Regions from separate parts of the Triticum aestivum genome. Here region 1 is linked to region 2. A link is a contact called in public Hi-C data. All regions are on one chromosome and are shown on one strand. Each heading gives the region's core, a stretch centred on a gene start, on an enhancer-like site or on the middle of the called end of the contact. The rest is flanking DNA. Distances are from core to core; before and after follow the strand shown.

What was found. A called contact is a pair of places that touch in the nucleus more often than the background predicts.
Region 1: a Hi-C map of leaf shows a contact between it and region 2, with 4 times the contacts expected there. The contact joins the enhancer-like site here to the promoter of LOC123113462 in region 2. A contact is called at or near these places in 3 of 5 Hi-C or Micro-C datasets (all in leaf).

Annotation. Positions count from the first base shown.
Region 1 is chr5B:590,535,186-590,543,003 of IWGSC CS RefSeq v2.1, reverse strand. No RefSeq gene overlaps it. Among protein-coding and RNA genes, the nearest start is that of LOC123113463, 7.9 kb to the left of the region's middle. Within about 2 kb of position 2,568, at least 4 of the 8 cell types and tissues checked have an H3K27ac peak or open chromatin away from gene starts, as enhancers often do. A contact at or near this core is called in leaf, where this site is marked.
Region 2 is chr5B:590,497,971-590,505,379 of IWGSC CS RefSeq v2.1, reverse strand. LOC123113462 (probable LRR receptor-like serine/threonine-protein kinase At2g16250) reads left to right here and starts at 4,640. Exons shown (of 4, transcript XM_044534694.1): 1 at 4,640-6,410; 2 at 7,280-7,408. The coding sequence starts at 4,849.

The sequences.
Region 1 (7,818 bases), core at 1,319-3,818, 40 kb before region 2:
ACTTGGGTCGACGACCGATGAGTATCCCCCCCCCCCCCCCGCCGCCTTTTTTGCGCCGCATATTGCTCCTTACTTTTTTTTATGATGGGTCGATCCAGGTTCCATCATATCCAAAGGGACTGTCAAACTTGTCTATATGCTATCAGTGCATCATAATCACTAGAAAATGGGGGTTCTTTCATGTACTTTGAATTATTAATATTGTAATTCACTCAGTAAAGAAGGGTATGCGCTATGGCTTACGCAGTGGATCTTCAGGTAACCAACATGGCACATCCAATTCCGATCAACAACTTGCAGGTATGGCCGAGTGGCTTGAGGCATTGAGAATGGTGCGTTCTGAGGTATGGAGTGGGAGAGAGGGGATGTGATGATTGAGGTTTTAAATAAGACGACCTTTGCAATTTATATTTGGATCTTCTTCTTTTTTACTTTGGGCGCTCGTTGATTTTCATCAAACAATAGATCAAGGTGAATGTCTTGCCCCCAAGTTGAACTTTAAAGGTATCCAAAACTTGAAACACCTACAAAGAGAGATTAAACCAACAAGATATATTTATATGCACGGGGGGATGATATATCCTCATATGAACAAGGGAAGGAAAACAATACCATGTCCTTTACGTCAATGCCATTCCCAGTCGGGCCAGTGACATTCTCAAGGGAGCCATAAAATTTGTTGCACTTCAATTGGATGAAGACCCACCTCTTTTGAAGTGACATGTCAGTGTGGTCACTCTCAACTTTGTAGGGCTCAAACTTCCTACGTTCATGGAAATAATCATGACCCCTCTTCCAAAATGTTGTCCCATTTTGTTCGATGCCGATTTTGGGATATTGTCCAATTGCCATCCAAGCATCGTAGAGTAACTTGTCCTCATTCTTCGTGTATGCTCCCGTCTTCACGCTTTGCCGCCTCCTTTGCGACCAGGCTTGATCAACTAGCTCTTTATCAAAAAATTGCTTTCCTTCGATGTCAGACTCCCTCTTGACCTTGGGTACCTTGGTGTTGAGTTTCTTGGCCTTGACTGTCTTGGTTGTGGGTGTCTTGGCCTTGAGTCTTGTTGGCATCATACCCTTGGCCACCCTCATCGATCATCTCCTCCATGACATCCTCGCAGTACCTCAGGTCGTCCGGCGTCGAGGCTGGAATATCATTAAACAGGTTACCAGCATCGGGAAAGTTGCCCCAGGAAGATCTCCCACGGGCACTTCCTTTGCGTCCCGGTGGACTAGCCAGCCACAAGTGTGGCATTGAGATCAATAGGTGGCTCCATGGGGACGACCGACACAGAGTTACCCATTTTCGACGAGCCGTCCCGAGGTGACATGGAGCAGCGAGACGTTGTAGGGTCATGTCTGGGAAGGTAATTGTATGTCGGCGGCGGTGTTGACATGCACGGCGACTCCAGTAGCCTGGGCGGGTGGGTCACCGACGAGCCTGTGATAGGGCTGGCTCGGGGTACCCTAGCAAGAGGAGGACTTGTTGCACGACTTTGACGGCAATGGACTCGGTGTTTGGAGCAGCGACTGTGACGACGAGAAGGGCCAGCTCGTGATGCACTAGCAAGAGGAAGGCGTGTTGCGTGGCTTTGGCGGCTATGGCCTCCATGTCTGTAGCGGCCGCGACGGTAAGAAGGATCGGCTCGCGGTACCCTAGCAAGAGGAAGGCGTAAACACGTGACTTTGGCGACGATGGCCTCGTTGTCCGCGGACATTGGAGGCGTCTTCTTTTGTGTTTCTCCTTCCTCCTTTGGCGGCTATGGCCTCGATGTTCGTAGCGGCTGCGGACGGCGAGAAGAATCGGCTCGCGGTACCCTAGCAAGAGGAGGGCGTGTTGCGTGACTTTGGCGGTGATGGCCTCGTTGTCCGCAGCGACGGCCACAACGATGACATTGGAGGCGTCTTCTTTTTTGTTTCTCCTTCCTCCTTTGGTTGGCCCGCTTCGCTGTTTCGACCGCTCTCTACTCCGGGGTGAGCTCCTTCTTCGGCTTCTTCGAGGCCACGACGCGGGCAACCACAATTGGGATGGGAGCAGCGGCGGTGGCAGGTTCGTCGGCCAGGGCTGTAGGACGAGAGGTTTGGGGGAGAAGAAATATGGGAATAGAAATGGTGTGCTACGGTCAGACGGTGCCACGGGAGGACGTCGCGGGCGTCTGTGGCATGTCCGACAGACCCAAACCCAGACCAACTTTGAGCTGAAAATGGATCGAAGCAGACATGAAACCGGACAGCCGCCCGTGCTTTGTGCGTGCGGACCCAAGCGTACGCGGGTGGAGAAAAGGCATCAGCCGTTGAGTGGCACTTATAAATTGTTACCCTCTTTCATTCGCAAAAAACAAAACAAAAACTTGTTCGTACCCTTTTATTTATTTTTTGAGATGAGAAACCCCAATAGGATAACTAGTAGGAGTGGTACTCGTAGCATGTGTCAAAGACCCGTGCATTTGGATTTATTCACTTAATCTCGCTTACAACTGGTGTGCAGGGGCGTACGGCCACCGGCCGGGGCCAGAGGGAGAGAGCCTGGCCCAGCGGGCGGGGCTACTACTGAGCGCAGACAATGATCACGGGGAGGCCACCACCGGACCGGTCGGACCGGAGGCGGCAAGTTGCCGATGAGGTGGTTGGTTGACGACGCCCGTTCCACTCCAGGCGAAGCCGTTATTCTAATCGCTCGCCGGAAGAAGCAACTGGACATCGAGATCATTCCTTTAAGAGCGCTGCTACGCAGACGACGATGCGCGAACGATTTGTGCACGACGCTGCACATCAGGTCGTCCATGCATGTCATCGAAGTCCAGTGAACGGCTGGATGTGGCATCGTCCAACTGTCGTGCGATCGATCCATCGTCTGCACAGCATTTCCGTTCCTTTAATCGCTCGCCAGAAGTAGGATGTGCCTTTCTTCTTTCTCTTCCCCGGCCGTATTTTTATCGAAAATGCTCCAGCTCCCGTGGCTGGCGCACGGATGCTTCTGGCCGCCTCGTGCTTGTGGGGCGCATGTGCATTGGCTTTGGCGCCGCTCGTCGGCGACGGTGATGCTTCGTCGGTCCTGTGTGCGCTGCTACTGCCTGCGGTGGCAATAACGTACGTACCGTCAAGTGCTTCAGGGCGAGGCAGAGGTACGGTACGCAGGCAACAGATAATACAGTTTTTCATGGACTCGCCGGTGCTGAGGGGTCCATTGTCTTTGCCAACACGTGAAGCCTGGAGTCCTGGGAGGTAAGGCCAACTCCACCGCGCGACCACAAACGGACGTTCGTTTTGTCCGGTTTCTGTCCGTTTGTGTAGGGATTTGGAGTCGTGTCCGGGCCTGTCCTGGGATGCGGTGGCCGTGCGTCCAGCGCGCGGCCGCATCCATTTGCCCCATCCTGTCCGTCAGGGCCAAAAATGCCCAAATTTACATCAAAACTAGTTTCCAACCCAAATATTTATCTGAAAATTAAAATAGTTTTACAACCCAATTAAAATTGTCTTTAATAGAATAGTTTTACAACCAAATCAAAATTGTCTTGACTGAACATAAATTGGACCAATACATCTATTGGTTGCCAATGTGATCCCAGACGTGCTCAACCAAGTCATTTTGAAGATTCAAATGAGTGTGCCAATCACGCATCTCACGGTGGAATTGGACAAACTGTTCAAATGTGGCCGGGTCTTGGTGCAGGGGCTCAATATTTTCACCTTGATAATCAAATCCTTGGTCGAAGATACTCTCATCACGCTCGTCCTCGACGATCATGTTGTGCATAATCACACAAGCAGTCATCACCTCCCAAAGCTTCCTTTCATCCCATGACAGTGCAGGGTTTCGAACGATACCCCACCGGGATTGAAGCACACCAAAAGCACGTTCCACATCCTTTCTAACACTCTCTTGCATTTGGGCAAATCTCTTTCTCTTCTCACCTTGGGGTTTCGAGATTGTCTTCACAAAAGTTGACCACTGAGGATATATACCATCTGCTAGATAGTATCCCTTGTTGTACTGGTGGCCGTTGATCTCAAAGTTGACAGGTGGGGAGTGGCCTTCTGCAAGCCTTGCGAAGACTGGAGAGCGCTGCAGCACGTTGATATCATTGTGAGAACCTGCCATGCCGAAAAAAGAATGCCATATCCAAAGATCTTGCGATGCCACCGCTTCTAATATGACCGTGCACCCGTTAACATGCCCCTTGTACTGGCCCTGCCAAGCAAATGGACAGTTCTTCCACTCCCAATGCATACAATCTATGCTGCCAAGCATGCCTGGAAAGCCTCTAGCTGCGTTGGTCGCCAACAATCTCTCTGTATCAGCGGCAGTTGGCTGCCTCAAGTACTCTGGGCCAAACACCTCGATCACAGCCTGGCAAAACTTGTGCATTGACATCAGACATGTTGTCTCACTCATACGCACATACTCGTCCACCAGATCGCCTGGAATACCATATGCAAGCATGCGGATGGCCGCGGTGCATTTCTGGTAAGAGGAGAATCCAAGCTTGCCAAGGGCATCCGTCTTGCACTCGAAGTATGGGTCATGAGCAACCACTCCCTCTCGGATACGATTGAACACATGCCTTGCCATACGAAAACGGCGACGAAATTTATCCTGCTTGAAGAGCGGGGTGTTGGCAAAGTAATCGGCATAAAGCAGGGCGTGGCCTCTCTCCCTGTTGCGGTTCAGGTTGGGAGCACGGCCAGGGAGTGACCCCCTATACCGAGGAAGCTGCCGTTGAATATGGTCGTGAACGACCAGTGCAGCTACCACAAGATCTTCATCATCCGACGACGAATCGTCCGACGAACAAAGGAAGTGATGAAAGAAAAACTCGTCTCCACTGTCCATACCTTTGATGGCAAAAGGTCGAACACCTTGCGGTCGTGGTGGCGAAGAGGCCGCGATGATCACCTCGACGCAGCAGGGGTGGTTGCCGGCCGGCTACTGGCCGCTCTGGAGCTCTCGTTGGAATCTGCCTCGGCCACCGTGGTCCGTCGCCGACAGTCGTGTCCCCTCCGCCACCGGCAAGGACGGCGACGGCCAAACCTCCCCCGATAGACGACCAAAACTACGGCGAAAGCGCGGGCGTGGTGGCGGCCATGTCGAGACGTGGTTTGGTATGGACGGCGGGGGGCTGCGCGGTGAGGAGGCGGCCGGAGAATAGGGGCGGCGCCGGCGGCGGGGCGGGGCGGGGAGAGAGGGTTAAGCGTTGGGAGCGGAGGGACTGCTAGTGTCCCCGACAAGCGGGCCACAGGGGGGACAAGGGCGTGCGTCGCGGCCGTCCGGGCGCGTCCGTTTCACCCCAAACCGAGCGCAAGTTTGGGCCGGGGATGGGTCGAAAACGGACGGAATCCGGACATTTGTCCGTTTGAGGCCGCGCGCTGGGCCGCCTCTTTTGTCCCTTTTACCCCAAACGGACGGGGGCGGACAGGATAGGGTCGCGCGTTGGAGTTGGCCTAAGCAGCTGGTGGTTCTTCAAGTGCGTAAATATTTTTTGTGGTGACCACTGACTACTGACGAGTAGAATGGCACTGGCACTTGAGAACGGGCCGGGCCGGGCCGGGGCTAATTAGCAGGCAAGCAAGAAAGAGAAGAGGTACTCCGGGCGGAAGCGCACATGCACAACGCCGAAGCACCCCGGGCGACGCGACAGGATCTTCTTTGGGCGGGTAAACAAGGGAGCACTTGCCAATTGGAGGCTTCGAGTCGGAGTTCGTCGCCCAGGATAATACCACGAGCGATGCTTCGGCCGTACATCCCTCCGTACTGCCACCGCCTCGCGAAGATCCCATCTGGATTATATATTTGCCAAGGAGCACAACAGAACGTGCGCATATATTCGCCCGGCCGGGTAGCCTACCACGCCGGTGTCGGAGGACGGAGGCGATCTTGTCCAAGGTCCCCCCGTCCGGCCACCCACCGGCACCGGCATGAGATGATTTGATTCCGGTCCCTGGGGTTCAGCACAGCTCGCTCTGTCTCAGGCAACACTAACCAACTCGTCGATCGACCATGGGGTAGGGTAGCAATTGCTCACCGGCCACCGCGTTCCGCCAGCTGTGCGTAGCGGACGAGGTCACGGGATCAGCACGCACGGGCACGCAGATGTGATCGAGCCCATCGTTTACTGCCGCCGCCGGCCGGCCGGTTGTGTCCTCGCCGTCGGTGGGAATTGATCGATCCAAGGCGTGGCCTTGAAGCGACAATCATCATACCCCAGTACGTAACGGCACGGCCGAACCCAACTAACGAGGCCAGTTGTACGTGCCCGTAGCGGCACGCTTAATTACAAGTAGCCTCTGCGCACGTAATCGCACAGGGTCAGATCAGATCAGATCAACTTAAGCTTAAGGACATGGGGGTAGATTTACTCTGCTTAATGCATCCTTAAGCAACAAACCTTTGCATATGCCATCTTTCTATATGGGGTTTCTATTATCTCAGGAAGAGACTAGTTTGGCAGGAGGACGCTCATCAAGTGATCATGAAAGTGCCACCTTGTTAAAAATTGGGAAACAGTCTGTCTCCCTAATAACATGGGGGATTTGGGTGTTCTAAATCTTGAATTTTATGAACATACATGGTCCTTTCAGGGAAGTGGGTTTGGAAATCAGAAAATAAACAGTGGGTTTCGCAAGATCCTCTCAAGAAAAAAGAAAAGAAAAAAGAACCTTAAGAGGCAAACCTTGATCCATGTTGCCAAGAAAAATGTCAGTTTCAGTTCTATTATTTTTTGTAGAAGAGAGGTGCATGATGGAAAGAGTATCAACTTCTGGGAAGACTCATGGTGTTGTGATCAAACTTTTGCTGTTAGGTTGAATTCCCTGTACAGTACTCTATCACCTTTTCCACAGAATGAAACTATGCATAGGGTGTTGTTGAGTAACTTTCAGTGTTTGAAGTTTAGAAGAACCCTTTGCGGGTGTTCGTTTAGAACAAAATGAAATTCTGAGGAAGTTGTTTGCAGGTTTTTCTTTGTCTCAAGTCAAAGATAGGCTTGCGTGGATGCCCGATCCTGTATACCAGCAATTGTGCTCACATTTGCGTGGATGAATTAGAGTGTTTTATTGACCAGTGACACTAGCCGGTGAGAAAAGTTGAATGTTTTGCTCTCAGGATGAGTCGGCTGATCAATTATATTCTTTGAGTGCTCGGTTTGTTTTTGCGAATACGCATGGTAGCATATCATCACATTGATAGAAGGGAGAAAGTACAGGGCGGCATCATAGTCGCGTACACAAATTGGCGTGGCCGTGATGCCCAAGCGAGCAGAAGACGAGGGGATGCTCAACCCCAAATACAGACTTTCAGGTTACAGACATAAGAGCGTTTAGTCGAGTATTTAACCAAAAACTACCACAATTCATGGAAACGGAACGAAAAACTACCACTTTACGTTTTTGTGCGGAAAACTACCACTTTTATCCTAAAACGTGGCAAAAAACTACCAACTCGTTTAACTGCTCGGTTCGGCCGCGCTAAGCCCGAATCTGACCGGTTGGGCCCACACATAAGCGGGCTAAAAATGCAATCAGGTCCCTACAAAAAACTTTTTAAAGCAATCGAGTCCCTGTAAAATAAAATAAAAAGCAATCAGATCCCGCTGGCGAGCTCGTCAGCGACAAGCAGAGGCATGCGGCGGCGGCGGCGGCAAGCGGGAGCAACGGCAAGTAGCGGCGGTGGTGGAAGCAAGCAGCAGCAAGCGGCGGTCGCGCATAGATAGCTAGCTCCGACCGCCGCAGTGCGTGCGTGAGCTACCCAGCTAGCTAGCTCTGGCTGCGCCCCCGTCGTGATAGCTAGCTCTGGCTGCGTCCCCGTCGTGAACTAGCAGC
Region 2 (7,409 bases), core at 3,391-5,890:
CCCGCAAGGCAGCTTGTTTCTTATGAGCGGGGAAATATTTAGCAGAGAAGTAATAAATCATATCCTGGGGACTACGCACACAACCAGGAGCAAGAGAATTATACCAAGTCTTAGCATCACCCTTTAATGAGAACAGAAATATCTTAAGGATATAATAATAACGAGACTTCTCATCATTAGTAAACAGGGTAGCTATATCATTTAACTTGGTAAGATGTGCCACAACAGTTTCAGATTCAAGGCCATAAAAAGGATCAGATTCAACTAAAGTAATGATCTCAGGATCAACAGAGAATTCATAATCCTTATCAGTAACACAGATAGGTCAAGTAGCAAAAGCAGGGTCAGGTTTCATTCCAGCATTAAGAGACTGCTGCTTCCATTTAGCTAATAATTTCTTAAGATCATATCTATCATTGCAAGCAAAGATAGCTCTAGCAGCTTCTTCATTCATAACATAACCCCCAGGAACAACAGGCAATACATAATCATTAGGAGAACTTTCATCATCACTATCATCAATAATAGCATCTTCAATAATTTCATTCCCCCTAACTCTAGCAAGTTGTTCATCAAGAAATTCACCTAATGGCAAAGTAGTAGCACGTACAGAAGTAGTTTCATCATGCATAGCAGAAGTGGCATCATCAATAACATGCGACATATCAGAATTCATAGTAGTAGCAGGTTTAGGTGTCGCAAGCTTACTAATAACAGAAGGAGAATCTAGTGCAGAGCTAGATGGTAGTTCCTTGCCTCCCCTCATAGTTGAGGGCAAAATCTTGGTTTTAGCATCTTTCAAGTTCTTCATAGTGATCAACAGATATAAATCCCAAGTGACTCAGAGAATAGAGTCAAATTTATTCTTGATAACCCACAAGCGTAGGGGATCGCAACAACTTTCGAGGGTGAAGTACAACCCAAATTTATTGATTCGACACAAGGGGAGCCAAAGAATATTCTTGAGTATTAGCAGTTGAGTTGTCAATTCAACCACACCTGAATAACTTAGTATCTGCAGCAAAGTATTTAGTAGCAAAAGTGGTATGGTAATAAAGGTAACGGTGGCAAAAGTAAAGATAATAATTTTTGGGTTTTTGTAGTAGTTCTAACAGTAGCAACGGAAAAGTAAATAAGCGAAGAACAATATGTGAAAAGCTCGTAGGCAATGGATCAGTGATGGATAATTATGCCGGATGCGATTCCTCATGTAATAGCTATAACATAGGATGACACAGAACTAGCTCCAATTCATCAATGTAATGTAGGCATGTATTCCGTAAATAGTCATACGTGCTTATGGAAAAGAACTTGCATGACATCTTTTGTCCTACCCTCCCGTGGCAGCGGGGTCCTAGCGGAAACTAAGGGATATTAAGGCCTCCTTTTAATAGAGAACCAGAACAAAACATTAGCACATAGTGAATACATGAACTCCTCAAACTACGGTCATCCCCGAGAAGTATCCCGATTATTGTCACTTCGGGGTTGTTGGATCATAACACATAATAGGTGACTATAGACTTGCAAGATAGGATCAAGAACACACATATATATTCATGAAAACATAATAGGTTCAGATCTGAAATCATGGCACTCGGGCCCTAGTGACAAGCATTAAGCATAGCAAAGTCATAGCAACATCAATCTCAGAACATAGTGGATATTAGGGATCAAACCCTAACAAAACTAACTTGATTAGATGATAAATCTCATCCAACCCATCACCGTCCAGCAAGCCTACGATGGAATTACTCACGCACGGAGGTGAGCATCATGAAATTGGTGATGGAGGATGGTTGATGATGATGACGGCGACGAATCCCCCTCTCCGGAGCCCCGAAGGGACTCTAGATCAGCCCTCCCGAGAGAGATTAGGGCTTGGCGGCGGCTCCGTGTCGTAAAACGCGATAAAACTTTCTCTCTGATTTTTTTCTCCCCGAACGTGAATATATGGAGTTGGAGTTGAGGTCGGTGGAGGTCCAGGGGGCCCACGAAATAGGGGGCGCGCCCTATAGGGGGGGTGCCCCCTGTCTCGTGGACAGGCTGTGGGCCCCCTGGTGTATTTCTTTCTCCTAGAAATTCTTATTAATTCCAAAAAGTGCCTCCGTGGATTTTCAGGACATTCTGAGAACTTTTCTTTTCTACACATAAAACAACATCATGGCAGTTCTGCTGAAAACAACGTCAGTCCGGTTTAGTTTCATTCAAATCATGCAAGTTAGAGTCCAAAACAAGGGCAAAAGTGTTTGGAAAAGTAGATATGTTGGAGACGTATCAGGCATCACGAATGTCGTCAACCTTGGAGTTGGTCTTGCCCCTCGGCCTCTTCAACACCTCGCCATCTCCACCTCCAGCGAACTTGGCCGTCTTCGGGCCTCTCTTCCTTTGGAGTTCACGGTATTGGTCCTTAAACTTAGGGCAATTGTTGATTATAGTCGAACAATGCGTAAGAGTGAACGGCTTGTCATTGTGCCGGGCCTTGAATGCCTCCAAAGATTGAAATGCCTACACCATATGATCAACAACAAAGTGAACATGCAAACATGTACAAGGCCGAAGTCTCATGGCCGTAGCAAGGAAAGGGCAAGGAAGGAGAGCATACCATGTACCCAACGTCGGTACCACTCACGGGCCGTGCTTGAGCGCTCTCAAATGCGGCTTGATACTTGTTGCACTCTTGTTGTATGAACAACCATCTCTTTTGAATCGAGCCGATGCCACGTTTGCTTTCAAATTGGTAGGGCTCAAAGAACTTCCTTTCATGGAATGTTTTGTGGACTCTCGTCCAAAAAACAATACCCTTTTGTTGCGCGCCGGTCCTTGGATCTTGGCTGATCTCCATCCAAGCTTGGCAAATCAACTTGTCTTCATCTTGTGTGTATGAACCCGTGCGAATGCTCTTCCTCTTCTTTTGTGCTTCCGCTCTTTGTGTCAGCTCATCGACGAACAATGGCTCGCCAATAATGTCAACATCATTGATTTCTTCTTCATCACCATCACCTTCGACATAGATGTCATCGTCTTCATGCCACGAGTCACCATGATCGTAGTCAGCACGGTCGTCGCCATCTTCACCGGCAGTGAACTGGCCGCGGCCATCCTGACTTTGGGTCTCCTCGGGGTCGTAGACAGGGACGTGACCTCCCTCATAGATCACTTCCTCCATGAACTGGTCGTAGTAGGGGTCATCGACCGGTGTCGTTGGTGTTGGCATTCCGTCGAACAAGACGCGGGGGGACGGCATGGTGCCGGTAAACAGCGACCGTGCTTGCTTTCTTTGCATCTCGACGGACGGCCGACCGCCGCTGCTGGACCCAGGGGTGACCTTGAGGTCGATGATGGCCGAGGGGCGTGGTGTGGACAGCGCGATCACGCTCACGTCTGGCGACCCCTCGAAACGGGTCTGGCCGTCGTGCCTTGGCGGAGGAAAGCCGGGCGACAAGGGCGTGGTCCGCGACGTCGATGACTGGCATTGCGGAGGCCGGGCGACCGACGACCCTGTGCTCGCCGGACCGATGGCCCCTCCAGAGAAACCGGGCGGGCGACAAATGCCATGCATGAGAAGGGCGTGCGCTTTGCTGACGATGGCCTCCTTCTCCTCGACCTCGGCCTTGTGCCGCGCGGCCTCAATCGCAGCGCGCTCGGCGGCCCTCTTGGCCGCAGCGACGTTGGTCTTGGCGACCGCCCTCCGGCTCCTCCTCTTCGCCGATTCCGCGTCCAACTTGGCGATCTCCTCCGGCGTGCACTCCGACCGCGGCTTCCTTGGCGCCTTACCCTTCTTCTTCTTGGCCATTCCGGGCGGGTCGGCGGCCAGCCCGCCGGAGTTCGGCTGGGCGTCGGCCATGGACGGGGGAAAGAGTGGGACGAGCGGGAGGAGGGAAGGTTTGGGGAGAATGGCGCCAAAGGGGCCCGGGGGGGGGGGAGGGTTGCTTCTGTTTCACCGACATGCGGGTCAGGGGCGGACAAGCGCGCGCGTCCCGCTCGTCCGCGCGCTGTCTGTTTCGCCCCAAAAGCGGCGCAAACTTGGACCGCGGATGGGTCGAAAACAGAGACAAAACGGACAAATGTTCGTTTGCTCCCGCGCGCTGGGCCGCCCGGTTTTTTCGTTTTACCCCAAACGAACGGGCCCGGAGAGGATATGGTCACGCGGTGGAGTTGGCCTAAGACTTGAAGGAGCAAGATTGTGCATCATGATTCATGAGTTCAATCGATGCACTAGCACGTTTATTCGATATGACACCACCATGCTCGTCTTGGATGCACGCATCTGGAATAGAAAATGAAATCAGTGAGGAACCCATTCCATCGTGTTTTCTTTTGCCTCCCGGAGATTCGAAAATGACGGCAACCTAAATCATCCCTTTATTATTTACTTTTCAGAAAGATGCCACTACAGGTGAGAACATTCCTTCATACGCGGCCGAGACGGGGCCCCACAGGTCAGCGCCACGAACGCGAACGTACGCTCGCGGCAAATGATGAGCTCTCGGTCCAATCAGACTCCACCACCTCCCCTCCCGCGCCGCCACCACCTCCCGGGCCCCACCGCCACCACACGCTGGCGGAAGGAACCGTTTCTGGGGCCCGCATGGAAGTGAGAGATGCCCTCCCCCACTTCGCCTTGGCGTCTCCCCGTGCTCCCCGTGGTCAACTCGCGGCTTCCCCAGACGCTGACCGGCGAGGAAATAGGCGGAGGTCGGGACACCCAAAGCGCCGAACACCTTGCGCGCACCACTTCCTCCGCCATGGGCGCGCCATGAGACACCACCACCCGTAGCTAGCGCAGCCCTTACCGCTACCGCGCACACCCCCACCCCACTCCGCCGCTCCGCCGCCTCCTCCCCCATGCTTCCGCGCAGCGCCCTCCTCCGCCTGCTGCTGCTGCTGCTGCTCGCGCCGCTGCTGCTGTCGCCAGCCCGGGGCCAGGGGCAGCCGCCGGTCCTGCGGCAGGACCTCGCGGCGCTCTACGGGCTGCGCGCGTCCCTGGGCCTGCGCGCGCGGGACTGGCCCGCCAAGGCCGACCCCTGCGCCGCCTGGGCCGGCGTCGCCTGCCGCGCCGGCCGCGTCGCGCGGGTCCGCCTCGGCGGGCTCCGCCGCACCCGCGCGGGGGCACGCAGCGCCGCCTTCGCCGTCGACGCGCTGCACGGGCTCGGGGCCCTCGAGGAGTTCAACGCCTCCGGGTTCCCGCTCCCCGGCCGGATTCCGGCCTGGTTCGGCCGCGGCCTCCCGCCGTCGCTCGCCGTCCTGGACCTCCGCTCCGCCGGCGTCGATGGCGAGCTGCCGCTCCACCTCGGCATGTCCGGGAACCTGACCACCCTCGTTCTCGCTGGTAACAGCCTCTCCGGCCGGATTCCGGCGTCGGTTTTCTCCAGTAAGGCTCTCCGGATCCTTGATCTTTCCAACAACAACCTCACCGGGGAGCTTCCCAGCGTGCCTGCCTCCGCCGGTGACATAGCAGGAGCTCTGTTTAACGCCTCGGGGAATTCACTCTACGGTGCGATTGGCGATGGCCTGGTGTCCCTCAAGAAGAGGTTTCAGGTGGTCGATGTGTCGAGCAATTACTTTGGCCAAGCGGCCACCGCTGGATTTCAGAATGGCTCTGAGGGAACAGTCAACATCAAGATGAATTGCTTGCCAGGCGTACCAGGCCAGCGCAGCCCTGGCGATTGCGAGGATTTCTTTAAGAGGAATGGATTGCCATTGCCTGAACCACCCCAAGCATCCCCATCACCGGGCAAGAAAAGCGTCGGGTGGAAACATGTACTAGCTGGAGTTCTTGGAGCTGCAGCTATTGTGGTTGTCCTTTCACTTGCAGCGCTGGTCTTTTGCTTGGTGAGGAGGGGGAGAAGGAGGCCTAGAGGAAGAGGGCTGGAGCAGAACGACGACGGCATCCGCTCTGGTCGCAAGAGCAGCAGTGTGAATCCGATGGTGATGTCACCATCCCGGGTAGCTAACAGTCCACCCAAGGGTTTGCCTGTCGTCGTGGATGAGCTCACCTATGGGCAGTTGCACCATGTTACTGGAGGCTTTGGAGATGATAACCTTGTCAAGCATGGGCACTCTGGAGACATCTACCGTGGTGTCTTAGAGAGTGGCTTAAATGTTGTCATAAAAAAGGTCGACGTGAAGAGCAGTAAGAAGAACATAGTGGAATTAAGCTTTCTTGTCAAAAAATCCCATGCCAGGATTGTTCCATTGCTGGGGCATTTGGTCAAGGATGACGAGGAATTGCTAGTGTACAAGTACATGTCAAAGGGAGATTTGACAACTGCACTGCACAGGAAGCCAGCGGATGCTGAAGTGGGGTTATCTTCATTGGATTGGATAACGAGACTGAAGATTGCAATTGGTGTAGCTGAGGCCCTGTGCTTCCTTCACGATGAATGTAGTCCACCATTGGTTCACAGGTATGGTTATGCATGCCATGCAGTATTCTTTTGGAGTATGGCAGTTACAGAAAAAATTATTATATAAAACATCTCATAGCCGTGATAAGCTATTTTCAGCATTAACATCATGATTAGAATGTGGAGATTCTATGCAGCTCAATAAAGCATGGCATTTTAATGAAGAAGTTCTACTAGGATCACAAGTGAGACAGTGACAGAAGGAAAATAATATTACCCATGCAGGCATCTAAAAATGGTTGCCCAAGAACGATTTCTGGAAGAAAATAATATGTATAGGCATTTTGTCGACCAACATTTAGAAGCGAGGACATCAGATGCCATGCTTAATATATAGTCAATATCTTATATATTTCCTAGATGCATTGCCTTCATATCAATGGTATTAATTCTAACATGCTTTGGAATTTTCGTAGATATTTTTGTTTAGGATTTTATTAAGGGAACTAGCAGGTGCTCTGCTTTTGCATTAAGATTTAAGAAGATGGGAAAACAAAAAGTTACTCCAAGCTGCAACAATTAAAAAAACAGCAACAAAAGAAAGAAAATACTCCAAACTGCAACACTAGCTTTGGGATGAACAACAGTCTACACACATATTGTTTCTTTACATGTGCAAATGCATTGGAAAAACAAGGAATAATTACAAGCAGCATGCAGTAAAGCTGATTACATCATTTATTTGTTTTGTGCTTGACTAAGCCTTGTGTCCCTCTGTCATGGTGTTGTAATTGCCATAATTTGACCATCCAAATCTGAGTTGATGCGTGTTGCTCAATTTCTTCGATTTTGTTTTTGATATGATTTTTTTATATTTTCAGTCAGTACTTTGTTCTTATTCATTTGTGATCACGTCATAATATTTGTAGAGATATCCAAGCAAGCAGTGTTCTTCTTGATGACAAATTTGAAGTGTGCCTTGGAAGTTTGAGTGAAATTTGCCTTCAACCAAGTGATGGAAGCAGGAGTTTCTTCTCTAGGATGTTGAGATCATCAAAG